2 separate regions of the Anser cygnoides genome follow, and region 1 is linked to region 2. Evidence: chromatin contacts called from public Hi-C data. All regions are on one chromosome and are shown on one strand. Each heading gives the region's core, a stretch centred on a gene start, on an enhancer-like site or on the middle of the called end of the contact. The rest is flanking DNA. Distances are from core to core; before and after follow the strand shown.

The links. Hi-C and Micro-C count contacts between places; a contact is called where the count stands out from the background.
Region 1: a contact with region 2 is called in a Hi-C map of liver, with 2.5 times the contacts expected there. The contact joins the promoter of PSAT1 here to the promoter of LOC106045448 in region 2. A contact is called at or near these places in 2 of 7 Hi-C or Micro-C datasets (both in liver).

Annotation. Positions count from the first base shown.
Region 1 is chrZ:45,359,638-45,366,963 of Taihu_goose_T2T_genome, forward strand. PSAT1 (phosphoserine aminotransferase 1) reads right to left here and starts at 3,500. Exons shown (of 9, transcript XM_066988740.1): 1 at 3,348-3,500; 2 at 1,229-1,289; 3 at 26-95. The coding sequence starts at 3,407.
Region 2 is chrZ:44,826,250-44,833,264 of Taihu_goose_T2T_genome, forward strand. It overlaps LOC106045448 (TLE family member 4, transcriptional corepressor), which reads right to left and starts at 1,802. Exons shown (of 20, transcript XM_066987729.1): 1 at 956-1,802; 2 at 492-589. The coding sequence starts at 1,000. LOC136788904 (a long non-coding RNA gene) reads left to right here and starts at 2,598. Exons shown (of 2, transcript XR_010827456.1): 1 at 2,598-2,755; 2 at 2,851-3,051.

The sequences.
Region 1 (7,326 bases), core at 2,250-4,749, 540 kb after region 2:
AATAAGAAGGAAATAATTCACTTACAGCAATTCACGCAAGAGATTTTCAGCTGTATTTAAAATTTTTGTGAAATCTGCAGTTCGATGGCTCATTTCTTTGGTAGGAAAAAAAAAAAAAGAGCATGAAACAAAATGCTAATAAATGAATGTGATTTTAAAAGTTGTTTTAAGCTTTAAAGATTTTACACTCACAAACCCCAAATACCCAAAGGCTCCCATTTCCAGTTCCAACTCCTATTTCTGTTGAGTCTTCCTAAATACCCAGCCTTACACTTCCTGTCTTGTCCAGATCCATGCAAATACAGTCCATTCACATTTGTCACCCACATGACCCTACTACCCCCAGGAACAAACAAGGGGTATATCTAAGTGAAGAAAAATATTCCCTAGAAAGATGTAGGTTTCCTTACTCTAAAAACGTTCTTTGTAACTACTTTACTCTGTACTTGCTACAGCAGTACAGGGGGACTGTTTTGTTCTTTTACTTTAAAACTGCTTCATTATGCAGTAATCCTAATCAGAAGTTAAGGCTACTGGATATTAATTCCCTTTATTAAACCACAGTCTTTCTTCCCTTTCTAAGAGTGAACAATTTAAACATGAATCCCTATCCTGCAGAGACTGCTGCATGTTCTACTTTTAGCAACAAAACAATTTCACAGGGCTAGTAAAATGCTGGGCATGTTTGTGCGTATTTTTTTTCTGCAACTGGGGATGAAAAATGAGTCAGTTATGCAAATTGCATATAATACACCTCCTCCTTATGTCAGGACTGCATTGACTTACTAATGGGAAGGATGCTGAACATCAAATACATCTGAAGTGTTACACCACATAGTATGCAAAACACTGTACGTACATATATGCATATATGTGTATACCCACGCATAATATTTCATATAAACAAAAAAACAAGCAACTCCCTGAAGATCCAAAAGTACTAATGTTTTACTTATGATTAGTTCCTTTTGTCTCTATTCCTTTGTGTTGGATTACTAAAGAGCTGGCTGTGTATCATTTTATGGTACTCTGGATGAATGGTAAACAAAGAAAAGAGCAGCTGTTTGAAAAAATATTTTCTGGACGTATGCTACCACAAATAAGGTACTGCAAAATAAAAGGAGGTATTCAGCAGAAATATCAAGATCAAAAGCTATTACTGAGAAGTTTAGTTAAGTTAGTTAAGCATCTACACTTTGAAAGACATACAGAATTTTTAAAGTCTTACCAAGAACGCTAATGCCAAGGCCTTTGTAGTCCACCAGTTCTTTCTGTGCTGCCAATAGTACCTAACAAAACAAACAAACAAAAAAATCCACAAACAAATTAAGGGAATTATCCACTATCTGGAATCTTTGATGCATCACATGCACACCAGCTGCTCCATAATGTAATAACCTGACACTTCTCAAGTTAAAATAACAGAATAGACGCTATATAATTTCATTGCATCTAGGATCTGAAGGCTTGTCTTAATAAAGAATTAATTAAAACCCATGCTTCTTGTGGAAACTCTGCATTTCAAGTTATTATTTCAATAATTACTCTTCCAGATTACTTCAGAATGACTTTTAAGAGTTGGATGGAACTCCCTATCTCTTACAGAAGGCTTAATGTTTGCATGTGTGCTTTTACTACTCAGGAATCTTATTTTTCTCCCATGTTCTTTCACTTGACTCGTACAAATAGGATAAGTGAGGTATTAAGGGAAACACCTAATGAGAGCATGAGGATGGCTCACACCCACTCAATAGTACAAGGCCTGGTTTCATAGAATGAAGTCCCTCACTTTCTGAAGATATGCCTTCTCTGTTACTGGAAGGAAAGAATGAAACATAGTTCTGAGGTAACTAAAATAGACAGGTCATGCCCAGGAGCATTGGCAAGATGATCTGCTTGTTCAGCTTTTCGTGTTTCTTTCTCCCCCCACAGCTCTCACATATCAACCACGTGGAATTAGATTCTACCCATGAGTTTTGTTTGATTTCAGTGAATGCCTCTATTAGAAACAGAACTTTCTTAGCCCCTACTAAAAGGAGTAGGAGATGGAATCCAGTGGAAAAGCCTCCAAAACAGGCTGTACACTTGCATTGCAGGATCTGCCACGAAACCACATGCTTTGGGTAGTTGCAGGGGCAAGCAAGCTACCTTGCTGACAGGGTCTGTGCAGGACCTCTCAACTGTAACAGCTGGTCACCAGTAGGTCAACCATGAGCAGCTCTGCTGCTTTTCATCTTTGAGACCATGAAATTTTAACAAGTGCATTTCAGGCACAAACACATTCATAGCCAAAAAAAAAAAAAGGGGGGGGGGGGAAAGGGGGGAGAAAAAGTCAAAAGGAACATGCAGACTGTTAGAGAGGTCTTTTTAACAGCTTGATAAAATCCAATTCTGTTAGTAACGTCATCTGACAAGCTGCACATGCCTTACAATAGCTACTTATGTCTTGTCATATCTATGAAGAGCTCTGTCCACCTTCTTGCTTCAGTGAGTCTGAGCACCTCATATGCAGCATCATCTCAAGAGTCAAACAAAGCCAAACAGTCAAGGCGAAATAGTCCATTCAAGGGTACTGCATTTTCAAAAGGGCCAGAGAGACTAATAACATGGAGTTCAGCTATGTTTTAGTTCTCAAACAGTAAAGGCAGCTCTCGGGATTCTCTGTGGGAGAGGCTGATGCTGCAGCACCTACTGAGAGCTCCTTTCTGAGCCACGGGTTCAGCAATGCAGAGCAACAAGTGTCTTTGTAGCGTGATCCGTAAAGGACATTTATAACAGAGAAGCAGGGGCAAAAAAATGCTGCTGCGCAACAACTTTGTTTGCCTAATAAAATCGTTAAAAAATAACGCAGGATCACTACGAAAGGAAGAAGAAAAGGGCAGTAAGTGTCCCGACACACGGCTCCTAAGCTGTCAGTCAGACGCACAACCCACATGTGCATTCAGCACAAACCGCCCCCTCTCCATATGTAGCTGGATAACCTATGGTGCTGATGCAACATCCCAGGGAGTTGAGCCTACGCTGCGCTCATTATCATTTTCTCAGACGAAGACAACTCACCGGGTGACTACGCTAGTTATCAGCTGGCGAGCACCACACTCGAGGCGGTGCGCCTGGAGGGGGGGGGTCTCCCTAAAACTCAATAGAGCCCGTGACAAAGGAATGTGGCGTGATGGGGTTCGGGGGAAGAAGGGGGGAAAAAAAAGTAAACGGAGGAGGAAAGGGGGGGGGGGGGGGAAGGGGTAAAGGGGGGCGAAGAAGGGGAAAAGGTGGAAAAAGCAGCGTGCAGGCAAGGCCACCTGCGCCGCCACCGCGGCTGCCCCGTCCCCGGTCCCGTCCCGACTCACGGATCGCGGCAGCTTGGCCGGCCCGGCCCCGAAGTTGGCCACCTGCCGCCCACCCTCCATGATGGCGCCGCCGCCCGCCGCCGGCCCGGCCGCTATAAGCCCCCCGCCGCCGCGCCGCCGGTTGGCTCCCCCCCCGCACACCCCGGGGGCGGGGCCCCCGCCGGCACCGCGCCGCCGATTGGCCCCTGCCGGCAGCGCCCCGGCTGCCTATTGGCTGCGGCGCCGGGAGGCGGCGGCGGCGTGATCGGCCCCGCGCACGCCCCCGCGCACGCCCCCGCCGGGGCGCGACCTCGCGCGGAGCCCTGGGGGCGGGCGGGGGCTGCCGGGGGAAGGGGCTCGGCCGAGGCATAAAAATGAATTTACGTGATTACAGCGCTGGGACCACAAAAGGGACTTGCGAATTGCAGCCTGATCGGGTCGTCGAGTTAAAAGATTTTCATCAAATGCACGTTGTTTTGCTGAAGAGATGTTGACAGAGACAGCTGCCTAAGAGCAAAGATAACTTCATTACAGTAAAGGATGTAGCTTAAGAAAAAAAAACATCAAATTTTAAGAAAAAAACATCAAATTCACGCTCAGGAACCAGCACCCTCCGTAGTTCTAAAGAAACGCCCCACACCTCAGGGGCATTAAAGACTTGACACAAGCTTTTCAAAACATCAGGGTACTCTTAAAAGTATAGCTTGGGCCACAACACCCAGGACAAGTAAATTACTTATAATTATTCAAATTAGTTCTAACTAAATAGAACCCTCTGGGGAAACGCTCAGTAACTACACAAATGGGACTATAATACAATTGTTTTTGCTGGAGTCTGACACGGAAGCTGGCTGAAGAGACGTGCTCTTTGTATGCGCTCTTCCTATGGGTAAGACCAGGGTACCTGTGTCTGCCTGGAGTCTGCTTTGAACTCGAACTCACTGGGGAAAAGGTACCCTAGGTAAGAAGGGATGACAGAGGCAGCCAGAAGTAGTTCAGGGTGGTGGCTCAGGTCGAGAAGCTGGGCACCTACTACGCAAAGTGCTTTGACGTCCAAGCAGGATCAGTCTTGAATATTATCTGTGTGGCATAAACCAAAAAGGCAAGTTAAAACTTCGGAATTAAATGTCTTTCAAACCTCTAGCACAAATTGCTAGAACACAAAAACAAGAACTAGGCAAGCTCCTGCAGGTATCAGCTCCAAGCGTGGGGATTAAGTAGCAGGTATTGTCGTTTTCCTCTCCAAGATAGAGATTCCCATCCCGGCCAGAAAGGTCTAAAAAGAAGTTCCTACGAGATCAGAAAACAACTTTTTGCTGGAAGAATTGCCACCCGGAGCTTTACAAAATCTGTTTTTGTGTGCTGACAGGACGTAAATAAAATTGATACAGATGAATGAACTTTAAAGTTACCTGAACACAGAGTAGTCCATTTTATATATATGCAAGGGATTATTATGCTTTTGCAGCTGAAGACAATGGAGAGGAATAGTAAGGGTCATATCAGAGTTTGGTTTCTATTGAATTGAGAGTTCTAATTTAAAATTTTGCTACCAGTAATTACTACTTATTACCTTGAAGTTCATACACTCATTATGTCAATATATATAGCCATACCATATAAAATACATGTTTCCAAAGCCATGGCTTTCATGAACAATTTAGGCTTTCAGCATTTGACAGAGAACCTGACCCTGACACAGAACCCTGCAGACGAATCTGAATTTGTATAATTAACAAACCTGAAGCCATTGAGTGCTATATTAACTATATGGCATAACTGGAAAAATAAAACAGAAGTCAGAGAAAGTGCACTGGAGTTCCAAAGTTTTCAGTGAACTTCTGTTGAGTTCATCATCGCTTTATGTCATGCTGGACAGAAAAACCTTCATTGAGTACTGCTGGAAAAGAATTAGCTCACTCAAGGAGACCAAGAACACACAAGTTCTGTCTGGTACAATGATGGACAAACTGACGTCATTACTGAAAGACAAATAAGCTGACTACACAGCAACTTGGCATCTACTTTAGGAGGCAGATGGGATGTCTGGTCCAGCAAACCAGTGAGAATGGCAAATTTTGATGAGACTAAAAATAAGATGGAGGTATTTCAGAAAGGTGTTACGTTGTTTTGTTTTTCAGAGATCTAGCTCCAAATACTGCAAATGTGAAATGTGCAAAAAAAATTCCTGGGAAGCCCAAATAAGGAGAGAAAAATGCTAGAGTTTTATAAGTAAACAGCAATGTGTTCTCTAGCAAATAGCTGGGCTATTGATTCTAGGCTTTTATGTCAGTCGAACACAGACAAATACGTAAAACATTAACTAATAGCAAGAGGTTGAAACAGTCAAACTCAGTGGCAAGACGGTTTCATAATCACTTAAAATGTACATGCACAAAAATATTTTAAGATTATTACTTTTCATTAAAATACTTAAATATATTTTTACAGAATATTTTTTAGATTTTTTTTTATTTTTTTTTGAAAATGACATCACCTTGAAACTTCTGAAGGATTCACGATAGCCTTAAAACAGTGCTTTTCCCTCAAGGCAACTGACATCCGTTATCTCTACTGACTTCAGATCCAGTGTTTTGATTATGTGTAAAGTACCCACTCCAGATTCTCACAGTAAGCCACACGACAGTTCTTCTGACAAGACGAAGAACCCTTCATATTTTTGCTTGAAAATAATAATTAATGTTTAAGTATTAATCCAATTGGAGAAAAAAATAAAAAAGATGGAAGTTCTATAAACCACCTGGTCAATTTTGCTTCAAATGACGATTTTTGATATAATTCATACTTTAAAAGCAAATACATTATTTAACAGACAGAATTTATGCTGTCTGTTTATAGGCATACAATACATAAACTGTTTTAAGTTCTTGACGGTATCTTTAAGAGATGAGTAACAGGCAGTTCCTAATCCAACACATCTGAACACTTGACATTTTAACATTATCCACCATTTCAGAGATTAGTTTTTGTTTTAAAAAGGGAATGCATAGCATTTCAATGCTGAAGGAACTTCATCAACCAATGAACTGATCAAATAAAAATTATAAGCAATGAACCACAACTGAAGTATAGACCTCAAATGTTTGGGAGAATGTCTAAAAATGCATAGATTAACATATTACTCTGCTATTATTCTGAAGTGACAAAGTCTATATAAATAATGTACTTTCATTATGCAATTACTTGTGCAATATTGCAATAGCCAAGGTGATCTCATGCTATTTGCTCAGCAGAAATCCATTTGCAGATTCATGATTTTTGTTTCACAATTTTCAAGTAGCTGGAGACAGGAATTTCTACAGATCTTGTATAACAGAATTCTCACTTCTGATGACAGAGTGAAAAAGTTAATGGTAATTCCACCGCCCCCACACCCCAACTCAGCCCAAACCATCTTGCCTAATTCATGCATGTGAAATCAATCTTCCCTTGCTCTATCCTCCCGTGTCCCCTTTAGCTCTCCTGATGGAATACACACTGCCAAGAAAAAAAAATCCATATCACAAATAGGTTGAATGGTTATGATCACTGCAAATCTCAGCTACTACTGTAAAATATGAAATTAAAGTATTACAATTTGATCTACTTTTTAAAAATGAAGCTTTTCAGGATCACTTGGCAACACAAAATCATAGAATCATTTAGGTTAGAGAAGACCTCTAAGATCATCTAGTCCAACCCTTATGAGTTTTGAATCTTTAAACTTTTCTTAAAGATAAACATTGTATATCAGATTCTACTATCCCATCTCTCAGAGCTAGCTATGGTAATTTAAGAAATTCTTTTGAATCAGGACTGACATGCATGTGAAAATGTCACAGAAATAAATTATTGAAAGCAAAAAAAGCTGACTGGTTTGTTTGAAAAATTCATTCCTATTGCTCAACTAAATGACCTAGGCGTAAACCCTAAATTAAAAGGTAATTTTTCCAAATGAAAACTTTACCTTGCCACAGAGCTTAAAAACCATTCCAAGAAT
Region 2 (7,015 bases), core at 552-3,051:
TTTTTTTTTTCTTTTTTCTTTTTTTTTTTTCGGTTTGTTTGCTTTCAGAGGCGCGCTAAGCAGTCCTGCCAGAAGTCACTTGTCACTTGGAGCACACGCCGCTCCTCCGGCTCAGGATAATGAAATAGCTCGCCGCCTCGCTCTCAGGTTATCAGCACTTGACATGTCAATGAAAGGCGCGAGGGGGCCGAGCCAAGACGAGGTGCGTGTCCTGAGCGGCATTTCCAAGAAAAAGCGGGGGATGCGCCCAGCCGGACGCCCTTTCTTCCTACATCCCCCACCCCACCCCCCAAAAAAAAAAAAGAAAAAAAAAAAGGGGGGGGGGGAAACAAGGGGAAAAAAATAAAATACCCCCGACAGCCCCCCGCCCGTGGGCTCGCACGGCTGAGCACCGTCCCCGCCGCCCGCCCCGCCTCCGGGTGCGGTGCCGGGGGGGCTCCGGTGCGGGGTGTCCCCGCGGGGTCCCGGTGGGTTCCGCGGGACGCCGTTACCTGTGGTACTGCGCCTGCAAAAACTGAAACTCCTCCTTGATCCGATCGCAGGACTCGGAGATGGTGAATTTAAAGGGCTGCGCTGGCTGGTGCGGAGCCTGCAAGCGGCGGGGGGGGGGGAGAGAGAGAGAGAGAGAGAGAGAGCGGGTCGTGCCGGCGCCCCGAGCCGCGGCCCCCCGCGCCCCCGCCCGCCGCCCGCGGGGGCTCCCCGCGCTCCCGCCCCGACGGGCCGCCGCGGGGGGAGGCGGCGTCGGCAGCCGGGAGCCGCCGGGAGCCGCCGGGACCCCCCGGCACGGCGCCGGGACGCGGGGCGGGCGCCGGGGCCGCCGCGCTCCGGCCGGGGGCAACTCGGCGGCGCCATCCCGGGTCCGGGCCCGGGGCGGCGGCGGCGGCGTTGGACAACAATAAGAAAATGGCTCCAAGTCCGCGCTGCCCGCGCCGGAGCGCTGCCCGCCGCCACTCACCGGGTGCCGGGTCTGCGGGTACATCTTGCTCAGGTCGCGGATCATCCACGCCGCTTCGGGGGGCGCTGGCGGCCGGGATCAGGGCTGCGGGCGAGGCGGCGACGGCGGCGACGACGGCGGCGGCGGCGGCAGCGGAGGGCAGGGGCGCCCCGGCCCCGCCGCCCCGGTGCCGGCGGGGCACCCCCGGCGGCAGCGAGGCGCGGCGGAGGCGGCGGCGGCGGCGGCGTCCCCGGGGCGCGGGGGCCGCTGCCACATCCCCCGGGGGCCCCCGGGCGGCGCCGACCGGGTCTGCCGAGCCGAGCCGAGCGCTCCGGCGGGCGGCGAGCCCCGTGCGAGGCGGCGGCGGCGGCGGAGGAGGAGGAGAAGGAGGAGGAGGGCGGGGAGAGCCCCTCCGGCGGTGCGCGCCCCGCGGAGGTCCCCGCTCGCAGTTTCCTCCCCTCCTGCAAACTTTTGGGGGAGCGGAGCGGAGCGGAGCGGGGTGCGGGTCCTCCTGCTACCGCCCCGGCCGCATCCCCCGCTCCGGGCGCTGCTGCGTGGCCGGTGTCTGCTGTTGTTGTTGGTTGTGGTTAGAAAAAAAAAATAAAAAATTTAAAAAATTTAAAAAAAAAAATAAAAAAAAGAGTGAGAAGGACGAAGAAGAAACCACGGTCCGGGCTGCTTTATTTACGTATTTCTCTCTTTTTTGTTTGTTTTGGTTGTTTCCCCCTTCCTCGCCGGGCGGAACTCCGGGAAGTGCCGGCGGCGCCGCGCGGAGCGGAGCGGAGGGGTCGTGCCCGGCCCGGCCCGGCCCAGCCCTGCCCGGCCCAGCCCGGCCGCCACCGCCGCTCCGCGCCGCTCCCCCAGCACGCTGTGGCGAGGTGACTCCTTTGACCAAATTTAGCAGCGGCTCGTCATTAACATTCTGATACATATTCACAGCGCACGGGAGGCCGCCGCGCGCGGGGCACCCTGGGAGATGTAGTCCTCGCGGCCAGAGGCACCGCCGACCCGCGCGGGCAGCAGAGCGCGCGGGACTTCTTCTCCCGGCGGGCACCGCGGCGTCGCCGGCCCCCCTCGCTCGCCCCCTCCTCCGCCCCGCCCACGAAGGGCGTCGCCGCCGACCAATCAGCGCCGCCCGCGCATTAATCGCCGTTCTGTATTAATGCCCATCATTTCGCCGCTGACAAATGGGCGTGCGGGACCGAGGAAGGAGGGAGGGGGGGGCGGCCCCGCGCCCGGCCCCCACGTGGGGACGTGACGCCTCGAGGTCCCGCAGCCAATCAGGCGGCCGCCCGGGCCTCTCGGCTGCTGTTTCCCCGCCGCCCGAGGCGGGGCTTTGAGATCGCCGGCGTGCCATAGCGCCGGCGTTGGAACAGGGGAAACATTTGTTCACCTGTCAATCAAAGTAACGTGGGGCGCTGCCGGCCGCCGCCGCCGCCGATCCCGCCGCAGCCAGAGCGCGGGGCGGGAGCTGGGCGGGGGGGGGGGACACGGCGGCCTCCTCCTCCTCCGGATCGCCCCCGCCGGGGGGGGGCCGCGCTAATTGGGGGCAGCGTCGCCTGAGAGAGGCCAGCGCGGCCCCGCGGCGTCGCCTCGCAACCCCCTGGTTCTCCCCCCCCCATAGGATGGGGGCGTCCAACGGCCGCGCAACGGCCGGGTAACGGTCGGGTAACGGCCGGGTAACGGCCGGGTAACGGCCGCGTAACGGCCGGCGCCTGAGGGCGCGGCAGCCCCCCTGAAGGCCGCCCGTGGTCCCGCCGCGGTTAAACCTCCCCGCGCTATCCTTTTTAATTTCTTTTCCCGGAGTCGCTGTGCCCTGCGGTACGGCTCCGGCAGCCCGGGGGTGCGCGGCGTGTGCGGTGCGAGTGTGACATAATTTAAGTTTTTGTTTCGTTTCGTTTTTTCCCCGCTGGCAGTGCTTAAGGGACGAAATCTTTCCTCTCGGAAGCGGCGCCCGTGAGAGGATGCTGTTCGCAGCTACTCGCAGGAGTAAGGCTGAAGGATTTGACGTTTGGACCTTGTATCCTAAAGGCACGCTGGCGTTCCGCAGGGCGCTTTCTGCCCCTGTCAAAGGAGAGAAGGGCCGCTGGATCCCAAGGGACGGGTGTTTTTGGAGGTGCGGTGAGCCCATCTGGAAATTAACTATCAGCAGCAACAGATAGCTAACTACGCGTAGGTCTCACAAGCAGTTGGGCTGCGGCTGCGGTGGCTTCCGTGGTCTGCAGGCTGGAGGGAACACACCCGGGGAAGCGTGTCCCCGGGCTGGCCTGTCGCGTGCCTGCGCTGCCGCCTCTAGCAGCCCTAATTTCTCAGAAAGCAACCCCGCGCCGATCGGTGCTGTGTCCTAGAAAGACCCCATGGCAACTTTCCTGCCAAGCCCCATTGCAGGCAATACCATGCACCGGTGCACATGCGAGCGATAGGCTCAGGCTGCTTTTTTTTTTTTTTTTTTTTGTCTGCGCCTGTCAGGCTTAGATTTGCCTCCGAGCAGTTTGTACTCCAGATGATCTGCCGTTTAAACCTGCATGCAAAACAGATGTGGTTTAGTCACGTCGTTTTGGATGCCTGTACTCAAAATCCATAGTCTCAAAACTTTCACTCGGCAATTAGTGCCCTGATAATGGTAGCTAAATTGCACATATTTAAATTTTTAGTAGTAAAATATCTTTACCACCCCCTTCTCTCTGGCTAAGGCTTGTCATTGCTGAGCGGCTTGAGGCCTTGATGGGACGTCTCACCGACGTTGTGCCTTCCTTGACTGCCCTCCAAGGGCTGGTCCAGTGGTCAGGACCTCAGGATGCTGGTGCTGCTGGTGATGGCACCATCTGTCCACGTGAAGAAGGTGGTGATGGCATCCATCTTCCACTGCCGTCTAGAGTTTAGGAGGTGCAGGGCAGAAATTTATCACCTTTCTGTTTTGAAGGGGGTTTGTAACCAGAGTCTGCTTGCAATCTGGCATGTACTGTCACCTAGAGTGTTTTGTGGTTCTAAATCCTTCTGAAGCCATTTTTGCCTAATATAAAATCCAGGTCACTGGGAAATTAACCAAAATGTGTCTTTCTCACCTTTTGTTTTTCCATGACCAAAAATGCCTTCAGGGTTGGCTTCATTAGTCATTGTAGTACCCAGGCTTTGTCATGCTTGCAGATTTCGGTTCTGCTGGTATTTTCACATTTACAGGGTTCATAATCAGTGCTCCAGTGGAGTTTAGGCCTCTAAATACCGTTCGAAGATATGGAGACAAAGCACCTGACTAATTATGAAAAGACCACTTTGCTTGTGTCTGAACCTTCCAGCACCAAAAATGCTTTTAAAGGATTGGTCACGAGCATCCTGCACGAAGCAGTGGAGCACTTTCAGCTCCTCTGAAATGGAGGATGTTCACCACATGCCAGGATCACGTCTCGACATTCAGAGGTATGGCTGCAAAGCCTGCAAATGCCTTAGTGTAGTGCCTGTCACCCAGGTGCTTGAAAGCTTTGTGAGAACAGAACGGTTACAGGACTCTGCGGAGTTGTGAGTGTTTCTGGAAATATGATGGGCGGGTTCAGACCATAATTTTAGGATCCTCAGTGCAGAGAAGAACTAATCCAGTTATAAAATAAACACTCTGTCTGAAGATACCGAATTCTGAAATAACAGGAGGATTTTGTGTTCTCTGTAGCCCTGCCTTCGTGAGGTACAGAGTTCCGGAGGGAAAGGTCTTCAGCACACTAGCAGACAAACGTACAGAGCTCTGCCATCAAAGCCGTCCCTCTTCTTTTGGAGAGCACTTTGGCAGTGACGTTATCTATGCCTCAGCACTGCTCATTCTCTCTTGTCTTCAGTGAATTTATGCAGCTAGGGGTAGGACAGAGCTAGATTTGCTGAGCTTTACCAAAATGACTGTGTGTACGTGCTTAACTCTTTAACAAATGAATCAATGTGCACTTTTGCCCAGTTTTGCAACATTCTTGCAAGATCCATGAAACTCAGAAGTTTAAGAGAAAGTGCACTGTAACTTGCCACTTTTAAATGATGTGAATTAAGATCAGGATGTCAATGTCATTCTATTTTCCTGTCTTTTGTCACTTCTGACACAGCCTTGATGGATCTTTAAATATAGGTTGTTTTGTATTTAAAGTTCCTTGTTTTTTCCTTCTTTTATGAAAAATCTTTTATGGTAGGTTATATAACCTGTACTATTATTTAGCAAGTAGAGAAGGTAGCTTTTAAATGTTTTACACATCTTGCTAAAGATTTCTCATAACTGAATCAACTGCAAGAAATATTTAGGCAGTTTTACAGGCACAGTAAGTGTGTTGAGTTTGGGCTGGTGAAAAAAAAAAAAAGCCTTGTGAAATATCGCAGAGAGGCTAAGGGCTGCAAAGTGTCTCGTCCATTCTTTTTCTTCTATGAAGTGGTTATTTCGGTCCTATTGATTCAGAGCTAGTCTGCTTTTACTTACATTTAAAATCTTAGGTCTAAAATGAACAGAACAATGTGTGCCTATATATGTATATTAGAGGATAGGTTAAAAAAAAAAAAAAAGGAAATTTTAATTTCCAGTTAAGATTGTCTAACCCACTCGCAGACTCTGGTGATCTTTTTATAGCTGAGCCATAACCTTAATACAGAGACTTATCAGTGCCAGAGGACCTTTAATAACAGGTCCAATCCTGAGGCCATTTGGTATGTAACCCCCCAGATTTCCTGTCTGCAATGACTGTAGCTGAAGAGCAACAGGGCTGTGCCTATTGCTGCAACTTATTACACTTTAATTTGAGACCAAGCTACCAGGTCACCATACTTGGTCAGCTGTGTACTCACAAACACACATGCGCGCGCACACATGTTCGCAAAAATAAAGGTGTGAAGCTCTTTGACAAATCAATGAATTCAAAATGCCTTATACTAAGTCCTAAATTAGTAGACATATTTAAATACACCATGTAACAAGCCTTCAAAAAGATAAACTCAAGGAGGTTTTCAGTTGAATTGGCACTAAGTTCTCTATGCTTTAAACTTTTAATTAGGGTGTTAAGCCAGGTTTTACTGGTAGAAGAATGTGACAACATGACACCCATTTTGTGTACTTGTGTTTTACAAGTGCTATCAAGTGACCTTGTCTCAGTACGTCTTTAAAACAATCACAGTGTACAACTTCCTGAATTAGTTGTTAGTGACTGTAGGGGTATGTTGTTAATAAGCACTTTAGGAGAACTTATGATACTGTGTTTAATATGATGATTTATGTGTCAGTTTATATATATCCCTCTCAGAAAAACAAGAAATCTGTGCAAAGGAGTTTTTGTGTTCCAAACTGCTTCTTAATGAAGTCTGTACATTCTTCTTAAACACTGCCAAAGTCCCATTTTCTTTAATTTTTATAGGCATTGGTGTTTTGGATTCATGGTCTTGTTTTGCTTATTTCTGCAGGCCTGCCTGATTTATTTCATGCAAACTTCTTGCAACGACACAATTCTACTTACAATAAATTCACTTGGGATGTGGCAGGAAAACCTCTATTAAACTCCACAGAAGTTTTATCTGCAGGAAGGGTAGCATTTTAGGGCCTGTCATATACTAGAGGTTGGATTTGCAAACTTGGACAGTGCAGAATGGCTTAGGCAGATATTTGAAATTAAAGTAATTTTTCGTAGACAAATGCTCCCTTTCTCATTGAAATACAAGAACTAGCAGTAAGGATTTTTTATTATTTTTTTTTTCCCTGTGGCAAAACCATTGCAAATTATTTGGGAAGAAAACTCAACTTCCTCATAGAAGTCTTGCAAAATTCTATGCATCACTAAATTGCATATGCACCTTGTTATTAGGTTCTAGATATGAGTGCTTTCTGTAAGGCAAGGAGTTAGTCTTAAGGCCTGTCTACAATATTTGTTATATGGCCTTAGCCATGAGGCTCTTTAACCCCCATTTTGTATCAACATTCATCTAGTTTATAATAAACACGGACCAATTATGATATGACATGATCTGCAAAGCTGGACCTCAATAAAGTATTTTCACACAAGTATACTTTATAGTCACATCTTAGCTAAATGAAAATTACAACCCTGATGAGAATACAACAATATTTCT